Regions from separate parts of the Hordeum vulgare genome. Here region 2 is linked to region 1. A link is a contact called in public Hi-C data. All regions are on one chromosome and are shown on one strand. Each heading gives the region's core, a stretch centred on a gene start, on an enhancer-like site or on the middle of the called end of the contact. The rest is flanking DNA. Distances are from core to core; before and after follow the strand shown.

Region 1 (7,713 bases), core at 2,204-4,703:
TACAAATGTATAAATATATGTATATACATAATTTGAAATATAAATTTATTCATTTTACTTCGTATGTAGTCTATAGTTGAATCTCTAAAAAAATAAATATTTAGAAACAGAGGGAGTAGATGATATACTGTTAAGAAACCATAGAATGAATAAATAAATTTGTCTTGGTCTTAATCTTTACCCTCCACCCCCCTCCCCGCCCTCTCCCCAACGCACACACGCCTACAGGTGGGCCTGCACCACCATCACAGCCCACAGAGGCAACTAATACCAGTCTTTGTCTAAAAAAAACAAGCTAATATCAGGCTAGTCTTCGCCCACGGCATCCTGACTAATGGGTCCATCGTTGTTCGCTGGTCCACCCGTCAGGGAGCTGGAGCCGGTGACTAGATGTACGCCGTTCGTGAGGAAGTTGATCTCACCTAAAGCTTAGATCCTATACTAGTTGCCCCCGAATCTGGCTTTACGTGAGATATTTTCTTAAAAGGATTTGCACGCGTACATCAATGTTTGATGTTTACAACCTCGGAAAAAAAATTAAGGTACTAATTCGACCTACACTTCGAGCATCTACAGCTGGACCACTCGTATCTGTCTCAAATGTCCGGACACGCCGCCTACTCACTGATCGGTCACGAAATTTCGACCCAACCGGGTGTCTCAAACGAACCTGAAGTGTCCGGGCTGACTGGCGCCCCTAATAACCAGCTCAAATATAGGACCCCACGTCGAACCCGACAACATGATCCTGCCGCATATTGCATCAAATCCACCCGATAGAACTGTTGAATTCATTTGCTCTTTCTTCTCGTCTTTCTCCTCAGCTTTGTTTGTCTTGCACTTCCGTCATCGTGCGCGCTCCGCCGCCGTTCCTAGCCTTTGCCTCACCAGCTCCGACAGAGCAGTCTTTTGTCCCGTCCTCACCGCGGAGGACGTCGTCGCCGGCCCGGAAGACACCACTGTGCGTCTGGCAACTATCTGGCTCCGCCTTGCGCTGGATGTGTTCGACACAATGTTTGACCTGATTTTTTGTCAAATTTATGGGGAAAACGATGGATTAAGATGCTTCGTCCGGCGAGGAGTATGGACCGATGGAGCTTGATCAAATGATTCAAGATGAGTTCTTCGATTCATCGGATTCATACGAAGAAGTGGACGTGATCATGCTCATGACTATGCAAGAGGAAATGTACCAACAAGTGGAGAATATTCTCAATTTCAAGAGGAAAGAGTGATCAATCGGGATAGGGTATCCGGAGCAAAGCTACTGCAGAAGGATTACTTTGCTCCGAACCCAACTTTACCGGATGATCCATGGTTTCGTCTCCGTTTTCGCATGTGAAAACCATTGTTTTTGTGCATTATGGACGCAGTGGAGGCACACGCCGACTACTTCAAGCTCACAAGGGATTGCCGCGGTCAACTCTCTTTCTCCGCCAAGCAGAAGTGCACGACTGCTGTGAGAATGCTTGCACTTGGTACTGCGGCAGATGTCGTTGGTAAGATGGTCAAGATGAGGGAGAGCACATGCCTGGAAACTACTGTCATGTTTGGAGCAGAATATCTGAGAAAACCAAAGAGTGGGACATGGAGAAGTTGTTGGCTATTGGAGAGGCCAGAGGGTTTCCAGGAATGCTCAGATCAATTGATTGCATGCATTCACAATGGAAGAACTGCCCGAAAGGTTTGCGAAGAGTGTATCAAGGTCACACGAGAGAGGCCGCCATCATACCGAAAGCGGTGGCATCACTTAACTTAAGGATTTGACATACTTTCTTTGGAATGTCGGGTTCTTACAATGACACCAACGTGCTTTAATGATCTCTGGTGTTCAAGAGGCTTTGCAATAAGGAATCACCTTCGTGCAACTACACCGTCCATGGCCGAGACTACAACATGGGCTATGATCTTGTCGATGACATATCTCCTCACTTGGCTGCATTTGTGAAGACCATATCCAAACCACATGCCAAGAAACAAATGCACTTTGCAACAATGCATGAAGCAGCTAGGAAGGATGTGGAGAGGGCATTCAGAGTGCTGCAAGCTCGTTGAGGAATTGTTTGTGGGGTTGCAATGATGTGAGAATTAGAAACTTTGTGGCAGGTGATGACATATTGTGTTACTTTGTACAATATGATCGTCAAGGATGAGGATGATGGTGTAGCTCAAACCAATGATTTTGAAGCACCTGGAGAACAAGTTGAAATCCCAAAAGATCAAGATGGCTTATGAACTTTCTGCAGATGCATTACAATCTCCGAGATCATCAGATGCACATGCAACTACTCAATGATCTGGTGGAGCATATATGGACCCACAACAGAAATCAAAGAGCAGATGATTGATTATGCACTTTAAATAAATTTTATGTAAACACTATTTAAGTTCGATACCAATATTTCTTATTTACGTGTAACAATGGTTTATGTGATCACGTGATCGACTTTGTATGTATTTAAAAATCCATATATGAGATATGTAGATGCGGGAAGCAAAATATGAGAGGCCGTCTGGATGCATTCACGGATGTGCCCGAACACATTGAGAGACATACAAGGATCCGAATTTGCCCAGTACGATATAGATGCTTTTATACAAACAAAAAAGACAAAATGGAATGTGAATACTGTAAAATACTATTCAACCAAGCTGACATTTCACAGTCGAATTTCTCATTTTTGTATCTCTAATTGTGGATTGAGGTTTAAGCTTATTCTTTTTGTAGTTGTAAACATACATCATACTTCTGTTTCTAAATAATCTCAGATTTTTTGGATTGTTTGAATATGTTCTTTTTAGTTGATCTTATGATCTCACCTATAGGGCAGATTCTATTCTAGTCTACCACACTTTTTATCCTTCTAGTTTGTTGGATCTTGCCAAAAAAATGTTTATTGGACCAACGCCACCGACCTCATAATATTTATGCAAAGAAGCAGAAGAAAATAATTTCCCTACACATGAACTGCCCGAACTGAACTCTCACTCACCGAGCCATGGCAATATGGCATCCATCCATCCATATGTCCCCTCGTCGTAACTATCAGAATCAGATAGCTTTATTCTATTCTGCCTTGTTTTCCTTCACTCTTTTCGTTATTCCCAGTGCACCATTGTCGACGTACCGGTTCTGGCATCACCTGAAATCCCTGGCTGAAATTTTCTCACTGCCACGCACGCGCACACACACACTGAAAGCAGAAGCAGCTGGTGCTAAGTTAGAGATTTCATGGTCCCAAAGGACAGATTCATAGATGTACATCTCACTATCTATCCATGTGACCTGCAGCATTACAGCACCGTATTCTTATTTTACCTGCCTATTTGCTCTCAATCTGCAGTGTTTGATCGATCCACTTGTGTAAAAAGAAGGAAAGATTCCAAATTCCATAGCCACAGAAAATGCATCAAGCTTCTTGGCCTCGCCTTTTCTCTGACTATATATGTGCTGGCCGTTCCTCGCAAGCCAGAAGAGCACAGGAAGAAAGAAATCTCTTCTGCAAATTCTTCAGAAAACTTGTCCGGATTGACAGCCTGCGCAGGTTTTCACTCAGGTGAGCGAAAATTTGCAAGAAAGTTGTGGGATTCTCCATGGCATGCATGGTCACTTCTCACTTGGGCATTAGTGCGTTTACCGAATTTTTTCATACTGAAAACAGTCTCCTAATCAAGTGCAATTTCGTTTCGTTTTAGCTTTTCTCTTTGCAGCACAAAGATTTCATTTCAAGGTCAGGGGAGATAGACATGGCGGCGGACGGCGGGTTGAGGAGGCTGTTCGAGAAGCCTCTGCCGGAGAACCCAACGCTGCTGGAGGCTCTGTCGGCGTGGAACCGCGTCCACCCAAAGAGGCCCGTCGACACGACATCCTTCACCGAGATCTTCGGCGAGCTCCACTTCCAAGAGAAGCAGCAGCAGCAGCAGCAGCCGGACCACGTCGCCCGGGGCGGCGTCCTGCCGCCACCGCGCCCGCCTGCACCCCCTCCTGTTCGCGCGGCCACGGCATCGCCCTCGTCGTGGATCGACGTCACCGAGAAGAGCAAGGACGACTCGTCTCTCGACGCGCTCCTCAGGCCGTCGAAGCCCGCGCCGACGGTGAAGAGGAGCGCGAGCTTCTCCATGAAGAAGAGCCCGTCCGCGTCGTCCCTGCTGCTCTGCACAGAGGGGCTCGGGTCCGAGAGCACCGTGGACGTACTGAGGGACGACGACGACGAGCTAGCCGCCGCGTTCCGCCGCCAGGAGGAATCACGCAACGACACGGACGTCGTCGACGCGAACGAGGACGAGAAGGAGAATCAGCGGGTTCCGCCGTCGTTCCCGCCCCCGATACGGTCGATCAGCGTGCGCGGCGGGAAGCCGAGCGTGTGCTTCCGGTCGTTCCGTGCGGAGGGCAGATTCGTGTTGGTGGAGGTAGTCATCCCCGGGAAGGAGCTCCTGCGGGCGTCGCGCGAGGGCGGTCGGCTCAGGCTGCAGTTCGCCAGCGCCACTGCACACGCCTAAACCAAGACTGGAAACACCGCATCATGCAGTCCATTCATCCAACATATAATTATTGTGCTTACTCCCTTCATTCCTAAATACAGTATAAATCTTTTAAGCGATTTTACTAAGGATCTACGTACGGAGCAAAATGATTCAATATACACTTTAAAATATGTCTATATATATCCGTATGTATTTCATTAGTGAAACCTGTATTTCATTAGTGAAACCTTTCGAAAGACTTATATTCAGGAACGGTATAAGTTTGACTTTTTGAGAGTACAAACAAATTCAGAATCTTTTTGACATCATGCCTTGTTCGATGGCATACCCATTGTTTTGTGAAAGTTAAAACATAGAAAAAAGTTTTTGCTTTATATTATAATAAAGCAATCGCGCCAACATCCGACAACATAAACAGTTCAAAGTTAAAAAACGAATAAAAGAAGGGCAATGCTATCCGTTCGCCGGATGACAAACCTATTAGATCATCCGCCTCGACAGCCGTCGAATGCCGTCCGAAACAGCCGTTCGATTTACTGTCCCACACAACAACTAGCTTGTTGTGCTTATGAGCTTTGCAACAAGGACCTTGTTGCAAAGGTCCATTGCGACATCAACGTTGGCCCGCCATGGCTTGAGCGCCTCGGACATGAAGCGCCGACGGCCGATGGAGTTGTCGTGCCTCCTTCGACTCAGCTGTTGGGGAACGTTGCATGGGAAACAAAAAAAATTCTACGCACACGCAAGACCTATCCATGATGATGATCATCTACGAGAGGGGAGATCGAATCCACATACCTTTGTAGATCGCTAAGCGAGAAGCGTTAAGAAACGCGATTGATGTAGTCGAACGTCTCCGCGATCCAAATCGCAAGTCGTCCCACGAACTCCGTCCCGATCTAGCGCCGAACGGACGGCACCTCCGTGTTCAGCACATGTTCAGCTCAATGACGATCTCCGCTTTCACTATATATAGGAGGGAGGGGAGGGGTGGCGCCCTAGGACAAGGCCCTAAGGTTCGGTCGAACCAAGAGGAGAGGGAGGAGTCCTCCTCCAACACAACTTGGAAGGAGTCCTCCTTCCCCAATTCGGTTTGGTCCCACCCTCCTTTCCTTTCTCCCTTTGGCCGAATAGGCCTTTTTGGGCTGGCCACGAGCCCACTAAGGGCTGGTGCGCCACCCTTGGGCTTCTTTGGTTCTCTCCCGGGTGGGTGGCCCCTCCCGGTAGAACTCCGGAACCCATTTGTCACTCCCGGTACTTTATCGGAAATTCCCAAAAACCTTCCGAAAGCCAAATGGATACTTCCTATATATAAATCTTCGTCTCCAGACCATTTCGGAAACCCGTGTGACGTCCGGGATCTCATCCGGTACTCCGAACTACCTTCGTTTACCAACATCAATAATTCAACTATACCGAAACGTCACCGAACCTTAAGTGTGCAGACCATGCGGGTTCGAGAACTATGTAGACATGACCGAGACACTCTCCGGTCAATATCCAATAGTAGGACCTGGATGCCCATATTGGATCCTACATATTCTACGAAGATCTTATTGGTTGAACCTCTATGTCAAGGATTCAGTTAATCTCGTATAACATTTCCGTTGTCCTTCGGTATGTTACTTGCCCGAGATTCGATCGTCGGTATCTCCATACCTATTTCAATCTCGTTACCGGCAAGTCTCTTTACTCGTTCTGTAATACAAGACCCCGTGGCTAACTCTTTACTCACATTGCTTGCAAGTCTTGTTCGTGATGATGTATTACCGAACTGGCCCTGAGATACCTCTCCGTCATACGGAGTGACAAATCCCAGTCTTGATCCATGCTAAATCAACGGACACCTTCGGAGATACCTGTAGAGCGCCTTTATAGTCACACAGTTACGTTGTGACGTTTGATACACACAAGGCATTCCTCCAGTGTCAGTGAGTTACATGATCTCATGGTCATAGGAATGTATACTTGACACGCAGAAAACAATAGCAATAAAATAACACGATTACATGCTACGTTTATAGTTTGGGTCTTGTCCATCACATCATTCTCCTAATGATTTGATCTCGTTATCAAGTGACAACACTTATCTATAGCTAGGAAACCTTAACCATCTTTTATCAATGATCTAGTCAACTAGAGGCCCACTAGGGACATAGTTTTGTCTATGTATCCACAGATGTATTTGCGTTTCCATTCAATACAATTCTAGCATGGATAATAAACGATTATCTTGAAACAGGAAATATAATAATAACTATTTTATCATTGCCTCTAGGGAATATTTTCAACATCAGCACCCCGAGTAGCTGGCTCTACTCTAGCACAACTACGATGGGCTCTCATGCTGGGCACTCCTCTAGCGATTTCTGCAACCGAGGGTATCCTTCTGAAACATGTGTCATGTTGCAATGTTTGGCCTTGTACGCTCCCACATCGGGAGCTCCTCCGACACTTCCTATAATTGGGGCCATGTTTCCAAAACAAGACCCTATTGCAGCATGTCGTGGAAATCTTCTAAAACTAGCCTATTGCTGAAGAAAAAGCTTCACCACCGAACCCTTTTTTTCTGAAAAAATACCTCACCTGCATAAATCTTCTGAAACAATACGCTTGTTGCATAAAAGGAAACCTGATTGCACGATACTTGTTGTCAGTGGCGAGCGCTCGATTAGATCAAGCCGACCGCTAAGCAAGCAACGGATGGTGTGCATGCATCAGCCAGCTGAACGATAGAGTTTTCCATAAAAAAGAGTGCAACAAGGTATAAATTAGTTTATCCGGGGGCACAATACATTTAACCCTTGTAGAAACATGGGAGCTACTAGCAGCTGGCTAATCTGGTTCGGGCAGTGGCGGAGGAGTCGGTGGAGCAATGGACCGAGCGATCAAGCAAAGTCTCACTATGATCACATCAATGTTGTCTCGATCGCGTCGCTTGCTAAGCGGTCTCTAGTGCTTTAAGAAGCCACACATATTGTAGATAGCATCAACTGTACCTCATGGGATCGCATGCTCAATCACTAGTTTATTGCGCACATTCCATAAATTCCACGCTATAGTTCCCATCACCATCCAAAGGGATGGGCGAACAATGCATGGGAAACTTATCATCTCCCAGAACATGTCCGGGAGATTACTATGGTTGCAGTTCCCTCCCACCCCATCTCGGAATCAACTCCAGAGGAAGATCATTGCCGGCCGCAGGAAGAATATGTGGTTGGAGTC
Region 2 (7,713 bases), core at 2,476-4,975, 760 kb before region 1:
GTAACCATCATAAGGGCAGGCTTGTGTGGTTGCTGCTACATAAGCCAAGCAAGGTTTGCAGTAGAGATGTGTGCACTGAGCTTGCAGAGCTTCGTTGGGGTATATGAGTGTCCGACAAACAGGGCAAAAATATTCACCAGGAAGAGTTTGTATATTCAGAATACATTCATTATCGAAACCCATTGTCCGGCCTCACTAACTTCTATCCAGTAAGGGTTCTGATGCCTGCACATATGCTAATTTCATAATTCATGCATTCAAAATGTACGAGCTATAACCAGAAATGCAACGAGGACACAAAAATGTCAATTATTCTATTTTATAGATTTCATTCACAAGAAGACAAGTAATAAACACATGGCACCACCACATACACAACATGATAAAAAAAAACAAAATGGTTAGCCAATGATGCACAATGCTGAAGAAATGGCTCATCTTCAATAGCAAGTCGAATATTAGAAGTCAACTAAATACGAAAGTGTAGCTGTTTACAGCCATACTGGAACAGGACAAATAGGGGGGTATCTAATTGTCGCCACACTCTCCATGATCAATGCTTGATGAACAGCCATAAAAGGCAAGCCAAAGTATTGCATGTGGGTCCATACGTCATCCTTATTTTCTAGCTATCAAGTGCGGTAGGTGCTTTGTTCAGAACAAGGAAAAGTTTGCTAATGAACCAAAGTTACCAAAGAGTACCCGCAAATCCCTAAATCGCTAGCACGATACAGTAGTGATATAGAACACATGCCTATACCATAACATGCCATAACTAATTAGATAGATGAATATTTCATGCCCAAGAGACAGACATCTGGTAGATTATCTCTTAGCGGCCAAAGTAGCTTGACAGACGAGTCAATCTTAACCACAGTAAGAAATAATAAAGAACCTACACTGTCACATAGTCATATAAGAAAATATTAGGGCCAACTGAACTAAAAAGGTAATGCTACTTCAGTAACAGTAGGTCAGACTCCAAGCAAAGAGTATAGAGGATGTCTAATTCTGTTGCCGACTCTCTATGGCCTGACTAACAGCCATAAGAAGAGGGACATGTACACTGCCACGCATGATGCATTAGGCTGGTATTCTGTTAGCTTTGGAGTTCAGCAGGTGTTATGTTGCCAAATAACCAAGTTACATAACAATATCCCTAAATCCCTAATGTGCTAGCATGATAAGCAGTTCACATATATACAATATTGTCCCCACTATCTCAACACGCATATGGCAGGTAATCAATGTAGCTACAATTAGCAAAGTACATAGCTAATCGCCACAGAAGAAATGCATGATGAAACAAAGATACTGATATGATCAAACATATTGTTAAAGCTGAAAATCACCATGCTAACCATGCAAATAGTGAAGGACCACATCATTAACACTGAAATTTCATTTCCTATAAACAGTAGCGGACACCAGAACTTTTTAAACTCTGGGCAAACCACAAGTCAAAGTGCTTAGGATGCCACTTTTTTTCCATGAAAATCTCGCGTTGCACAACTGGCAAAAGCCCGGACTGGAGAGATGCTTTGACCACCCATGCCTATAAAAATAATCTATATATATACCTACTACTATACTCTATACCTACTAATAAAGGAAGGTGCGTTTCCAGTTTTTTTGTCCGTTCACCCGTATTATATGTTTTTGTCCGTTCAAAATAATGATTCGTTTTTCTCGATAGCTGTTTTTTTTTTCTTCGAGCGCGTAGGCTGATGTCTATTGGGCCTCACCCGTTGCCCGGCCCAGCAGTAGTCAGGAGATACTCAGTTATTGAATTGTCCCACCTCGCTTTCCTATAACTTACTGCACCAATTTATATATGTCTATGAATTGAAATAAATAAGCTGCCTCAAGGAGTGGGTTCCCGTCTGTGGGATTAAAAGAAGGAATAGATTTCTTGTGTGGATGAAGGAAGGAAAGAATTAAAGAAAGAATAGATCCCACTATTATCATATTATGAGCCCTTGAGCACGAAGGGAAAGAATTAGTAGAAAGAAAGAAATTTGGCAAGAATGAAATAAATAAATTAGAAGAACGGATAAATAAATTCCATTATCTATGCATGAGCCGATGGGAGAGAGGGCCCATTAAATCCCCTTATTAGCAGGAAGTTAAATTAGAAGAACGATTTGCTAGGAAACTATCCAGAGGAAACTCACACACGTCTACAAGACCAAGGAACGATGATAGAAAGGGTTAAATCCTAAATAAGGCAAATCCTGCTTCATGCAAATAGGCTGCCAAGTTGATGTTTAAAGATAAATTAACTTGACTTTTTATGCCAGCTATTTGAGCATTTTTTTACAGATATATGCATTTCTTTTAGAGCTCGGTGTGCATGTCACGCTGCATGGCACCATCCAGATGTTGTCGTGCCGCACTGATGGACATTTAAGTGGACATGTCAAATTCCTCTCCCGTTGCAACGCACGGGCATTTGTGCTAGTGACAAATAATAGCACAAACGACACGCCGAGTGAATTTGAGTATCACTAGCAACAGACAAATTATTAGATCTGAAGTTAAACTATTTCCATCTTATTAAATTAAAGCGAGTAATCGAGGCTTACTGATCTGAAAAGAAACAGCATACTAAATGAATCAAAGTAACAAACAAAATTATAAAGCTGAAACACCTTACTAACTGTTTACAATAAAGATTGTGGCGGCAGACAGGTTATCAAGGTTAGGAAGCTAGCCAACTAGCTTACCAGGCTGAGCAGAAACAACATGCCAAGAGTCAAAGTAACGACACTGGTGATGAATTGCATTATGTGAAAAGCTGGATATTGCTTGGTACCACCAGCCAAAAGATCAAGTCATGTACCAAACGTCTACTCCCTCCGTCCGGAAATACTTGTCCTAGAAATGTACAAAATGGATGTATCTATAACTAAAATAAGTCTAGATACATCTATTTGTAGGACAAGTATTTCCGGACGGAGGGAGTACAAAATACTGGCAGGCAGACATGCCCTAAGAATAATGTTGACATTGAGGTATAACACACCCACAAGAGGCAAACAAAGAGGGTGCGGATCAAAAGTAAGTACAAACACCAATCCGCACATCAACACCGATCCTTTCCAAACAAATTCACAAATGTGAAAGCAATAAAGCAATCTATCAAGCTATCAGCAGCAGTAAAGCCAGTGAACATATACTGTACATGAAAAGGACCAAGTATGTATCTAGTGCACATAAGGGGGCATTCACTAAGGAGAACTGAAATCTATATCTAGCGTCGGACTTAACAGGGGAAACGGGGGTTCAGCTGAACGAATCCCCGATTTGTTTACTGGATATAAACAGCTATGACTTAGTATTGATTAGGGATCTCAATCAAAAGTAGCATTCGTTGAGGAAAATATGCATCAAAATAGATGGGCGGATGCACCCGAACGTCCCATCGATCCTTAAAAGGGGGATTTGTCTGATTTGATTCGGCTGTTCCTCGCCCACACAAATGTCCGAACAAGCTAGGGCTTCCTTACCGGCAGAGAGAATCGCCTCCCGGCCACACCAGCCCAGCAGCAGGACAAGGGGTCGGGGAGGGAGATCGCGAGACAAACTAGTTGCTACGTTTCGAGAAGGCAGGCGCACTTTGGTGTAGGTGGTGGTGATGGTGGTGGAGGAGGAGGAAGAAGAGGGGAGGGGTTTCGGCGGCGACGGACCCCGGGACGGTGCTGTGGGGAGGATTTGGGTGTACAAGGGTTACCTTTGGTTCGCCAGGACAGCCTCACCAGAATATGAATATTGGATTTTTGCAAGGGTTCTCCGTGTAAAAGGTTTTATAATAGGTCATGCCCTCATGAAAAACACTTCCATATGATTTTCCATTTAATATTCCCTCTATCGCAAAATAACTGTCTCAAGCTTAGTACAACTTTGTACTAACTCACTTATTTTAGAACGGAGGGAGTAAGTCGCTCCACAAATAATTAAATATTTCAAGTTGTTTAAAAAACTACACATTCAAAGTAATGTTAAACTATAACCTTTTCCCTCGCAAGTAAAAAACACTAGACTTTGCCCAATCACAAGTAAAATATACTTGTAGAACATCTCAACTTAACCTCCAAACCGTCTTATGTCCGGACAGACACCTCGGACATCGTCCTTAATGAAGTGGATTTTGGATCATCAAGACGCATCTATCGCATCACACCCACTCCAATCCTCCCAAGTCAGCATCCACTCCCTCGCCCCTAGCGTGCCCTCTTCCTCTCATGTTATGTTTGAGTCCCCGATGCTCCCTCCCTGTCATGCTCTCACACGGAGCTTTGTTGTCGTCCCCATGCAACCTCAAATGGAACTCCGACCCCGAACGCGACTGTTGCATCGAAGGCCACCCTGGTACGCTCTAGTCTGTCTGTCGTAAACCTCACCACACCATGGATTCAATGAGATGCCTAGAATGTTTTCTGAGCTTTTTCCGCACATTTGTAGCAACATGATGGATTCGTGGGATGGAAATGATAGAGGCAAAGTTGTCCCTCTCTTTCGATGAGATGTGACTATCGTTTATGGTGGAGTAGACTTTGACGATCAGACTATGAACGTGTGAAGACATCGTGTCCTAGAAATCGTTAAACCAACTTCGAGAGGTTATTAACCATGTCGGAGCATGATCAACCTGACCATGAGGGTCTGTTTCTTGCACGCAGACGAAGAACATGTAAAAAACTGGAATTGCAATATTGATATTGCGAATGTAAGAGGAAAGATTTATTGATGAAAGTGGAGTTCTGTGACGTCTTGTCCTGGTCGTGGAACACAAACGAGGCACACAAAGTTGCAGCTATGGAGAACTTATAATTTAAACAAAACTCAAGTCTAAACGGTGTCCTAAGGCTATATATGTGATGGAATAGAGGGGAATTCCGTGACCCCTTGAAGGAGGGGTCCGAAACCAACCCTAACTAGGTTTCTCCACACATGCAGACTCTAAAACAACCTATAATATGGTATTTCAAAAATACATGGGCCTGGCCCGAAAATAAGGTGACAAAGCACCTATAATAACCTATGGACGAAATTTATGAAGTGGCATCTTGTATATTCCTTCCAAGCCTTCATGCTCTCCTTATGGCGTCTTCAAAGTGCGAAAATCACTAGTGGAAACTCTATTGTTCTTTCCCGCGCACGCACTTCTTCTACATGATTGATTCCATTCCAATGGACATCCTTGTTGTCCATGCTAGGTCCTTCATTCATAAGTAAAAGAAAAGTATCTAATTTAGGCAGCATCATATGTTCATGAACGTTAGAAGGATTTCTAAGAAATGAAAGTACCTGGTAATTCAATTAGCGTGTGTGAGCTCTAGTAACTGGTCCAGTATGTATAGTTCCAGGGGTTGTTGGTGTAATAATGGTATTGATGTCCTCATCATCCTCCCCTTCTTGAAATGTAGTCGTCCTTGACGGAAGCTCATCTTCCTCACTCAAATGAGGCTTCAAATCTGCAATGTTAACCCCAAAATCTATGCAAATCAATAAATCTATCCTTATGCAAATGTAACCAAACAAGATCTCTAGGTGCGAAGACAGCATGTTTTCTACCCTTATCTCCAACAAGTTTGTATTTAGCATTCATACGTTCAATGTTTTCCTTAGTTACCTCATGCCTTTTTTGTTGGAAATATGCCCTAGAGGCAATAATAAATTAATTATTACCATATTTCCTTGTTCATGATAGTCGTTTATTATCGATGCTATAATTGTATTGATTGGAAACTCAAATACATGTGTGGATACATAGACAACACAGTGTCCCTAGTGAGCCTCTACTAGACTAGCTCGTTGATCAAAGATGGTTAAGGTTTCCTAACCATAGATATGAGTTGTCATTTAATAACGGGGTCACATCATTAGGAGAATGATGTGATGGATAAGACCCAACCGTAAGCATAGCATCTGATCGTATTAGTTTATTACGACTGCTTTATCCATGTCATTGTATATGTTTCTATAACAATGAGATTATGCAGCTCCCCGCCACCGGAGGAATGCCTTGTGTGTATTAAATGTCACAACGTAATTGGGTGACTATAAAGATGCTCTACAGGTATCTCCGAGGGTGTCTGTGGAGTTGGCATGGATTAAGACTAGGATTTGTCACTCCGTATGATGGAGAGGTATCTCGGGGCCCACTCGGTAATGCAACGTCACAATAAGATTGCAAGCAATGTGGCTAAGGGGTTAGTCATGGGATCTTGTATTACGGAACAAGTAAAGAGACTTTCCGGTAACAATATTGAAATAGGTATGGAGATACCGATGATCGAATCTCGGACAAGTAACATACCGTTGAACAAAGGGAACTGCATACGGGATTGATTGAATCCTTGGCATCGTGGTTTGCCCGATGAAGATCTTCGTGGAATATGTAGGAACCAATATGGGCATCCAGGTCCCGCTATTGGTTATTGACCAGAGAGGTGTCTCGGTCATGTCTACATTATTCTCGAACCCATAGGGTGTGCACACTTAATTTCGGTGACGCTAGAGTAGTATTGGGATATGTTTGCTGGTGATCGAATGTTGTTCAGAGTCTCGGATGAGATCCCAGACGTCACGAGGAGCTCCGGAATGATCCGGAGGTAAAGATTTATATATGAGAAGTCATATTTTGGCTACCGGAAAAGTTTTGGGTTTTGTCGGTATTGTACCGGGAAGGTTCTAGAGGGTTGCGGAGGAGTCCGGAAGGGTTCCTCCAGCCCCTAGGACGTGCATGGGCTGTAAGGGGCGTCCAAAACTTGTTGGGGCAACGTCCAAAGGCCCATGCGGTTGGGAGGGAAGAGTCCCTAAAGGGGAAGGCACCTCCTAGGTGCCTTGGGGAGGGAGGAAACCTCCCTAGGCCCATGACCCCTCCTTGGAGGAGGTGTTAGGGTTGTGACCCCCCCCCTTACCTCCTATATATAGTGGGAGAGAGGGAGGGGTTGTACAAACCAATTCCCATGCCCCGGTGGCAGCCCTACCTCTCCCATAACTCCGTTTTCTCCTCAGATCGGTTCCGGTAGCGCTTGGTGAAGCCCCGTTGGCATTGCTCCACCATCATCTCCACCATGTTTTCGTGTTGATTGAGATCCCATCTACTTCTCCTTCCTCTCTTGTTGGATCAGGAAGGAGGAGATGTCATCGAGCCGTATGTGTGCGGAACGCGGAGGTGTCGTCCGTTCGACGCTTGATCGGGACGGATTGCGATTGGATCGTGAAGACATATGACTACATCAATCGCGTTATATACGCTTCCACTTAGCGATCTACAAGGGTATGTAGATGCACTCCCCTCTCGTAGATGTCGATCTCCATAGATTGATCTTGGTGAGCGTAGGAAAATTTTTGTTTCACATGCGACGTTCCCCAACATTGGCAGCATGAGCTAGGCCTATGCGTAGATAACATGCACGAGTAGAACACAAAAGAGTTTGTGTGTGTTGATGTTCAGATTGCTTACTTCCTTAATCTTATTTTGATTCAACGGTATTGTGGGATGAAGCGGCCCGGAGCAACCTTACTCGTCCACGTACGAGAGACCGGTTCCATCGACTGACATGCAACTTGTTGGATAAAGATGTCCGGTGGGTGTCTGTCTCTCCCACTTTAGTTGAATGAGATTCGATAGAGGCGGTTCTTGTACAGTGTTAAATAGCAACTTGCATATCACCACTGTGTCTTTGCGTAGGTAAGCATCGT

What was found. A called contact is a pair of places that touch in the nucleus more often than the background predicts.
Region 2: a contact with region 1 is called in a Hi-C map of seedling, with 2.8 times the contacts expected there. The contact joins the promoter of LOC123398184 here to the promoter of LOC123395704 in region 1. A contact is called at or near these places in 2 of 6 Hi-C or Micro-C datasets (leaf and seedling) and 1 of 1 datasets of contacts at active chromatin or transcription factors (embryo).

Annotation. Positions count from the first base shown.
Region 1 is chr5H:290,099,865-290,107,577 of MorexV3_pseudomolecules_assembly, reverse strand. It overlaps LOC123395704 (protein FAF-like, chloroplastic), which reads left to right and starts at 3,453. Exons shown (of 2, transcript XM_045090736.1): 1 at 3,453-3,557; 2 at 3,697-4,617. The coding sequence starts at 3,748. The coding sequence ends at 4,500.
Region 2 is chr5H:290,858,674-290,866,386 of MorexV3_pseudomolecules_assembly, reverse strand. It overlaps LOC123398184 (trithorax group protein osa-like), which reads right to left and starts at 3,725. Exons shown (of 10, transcript XR_006610103.1): 1 at 3,510-3,725; 2 at 1-225.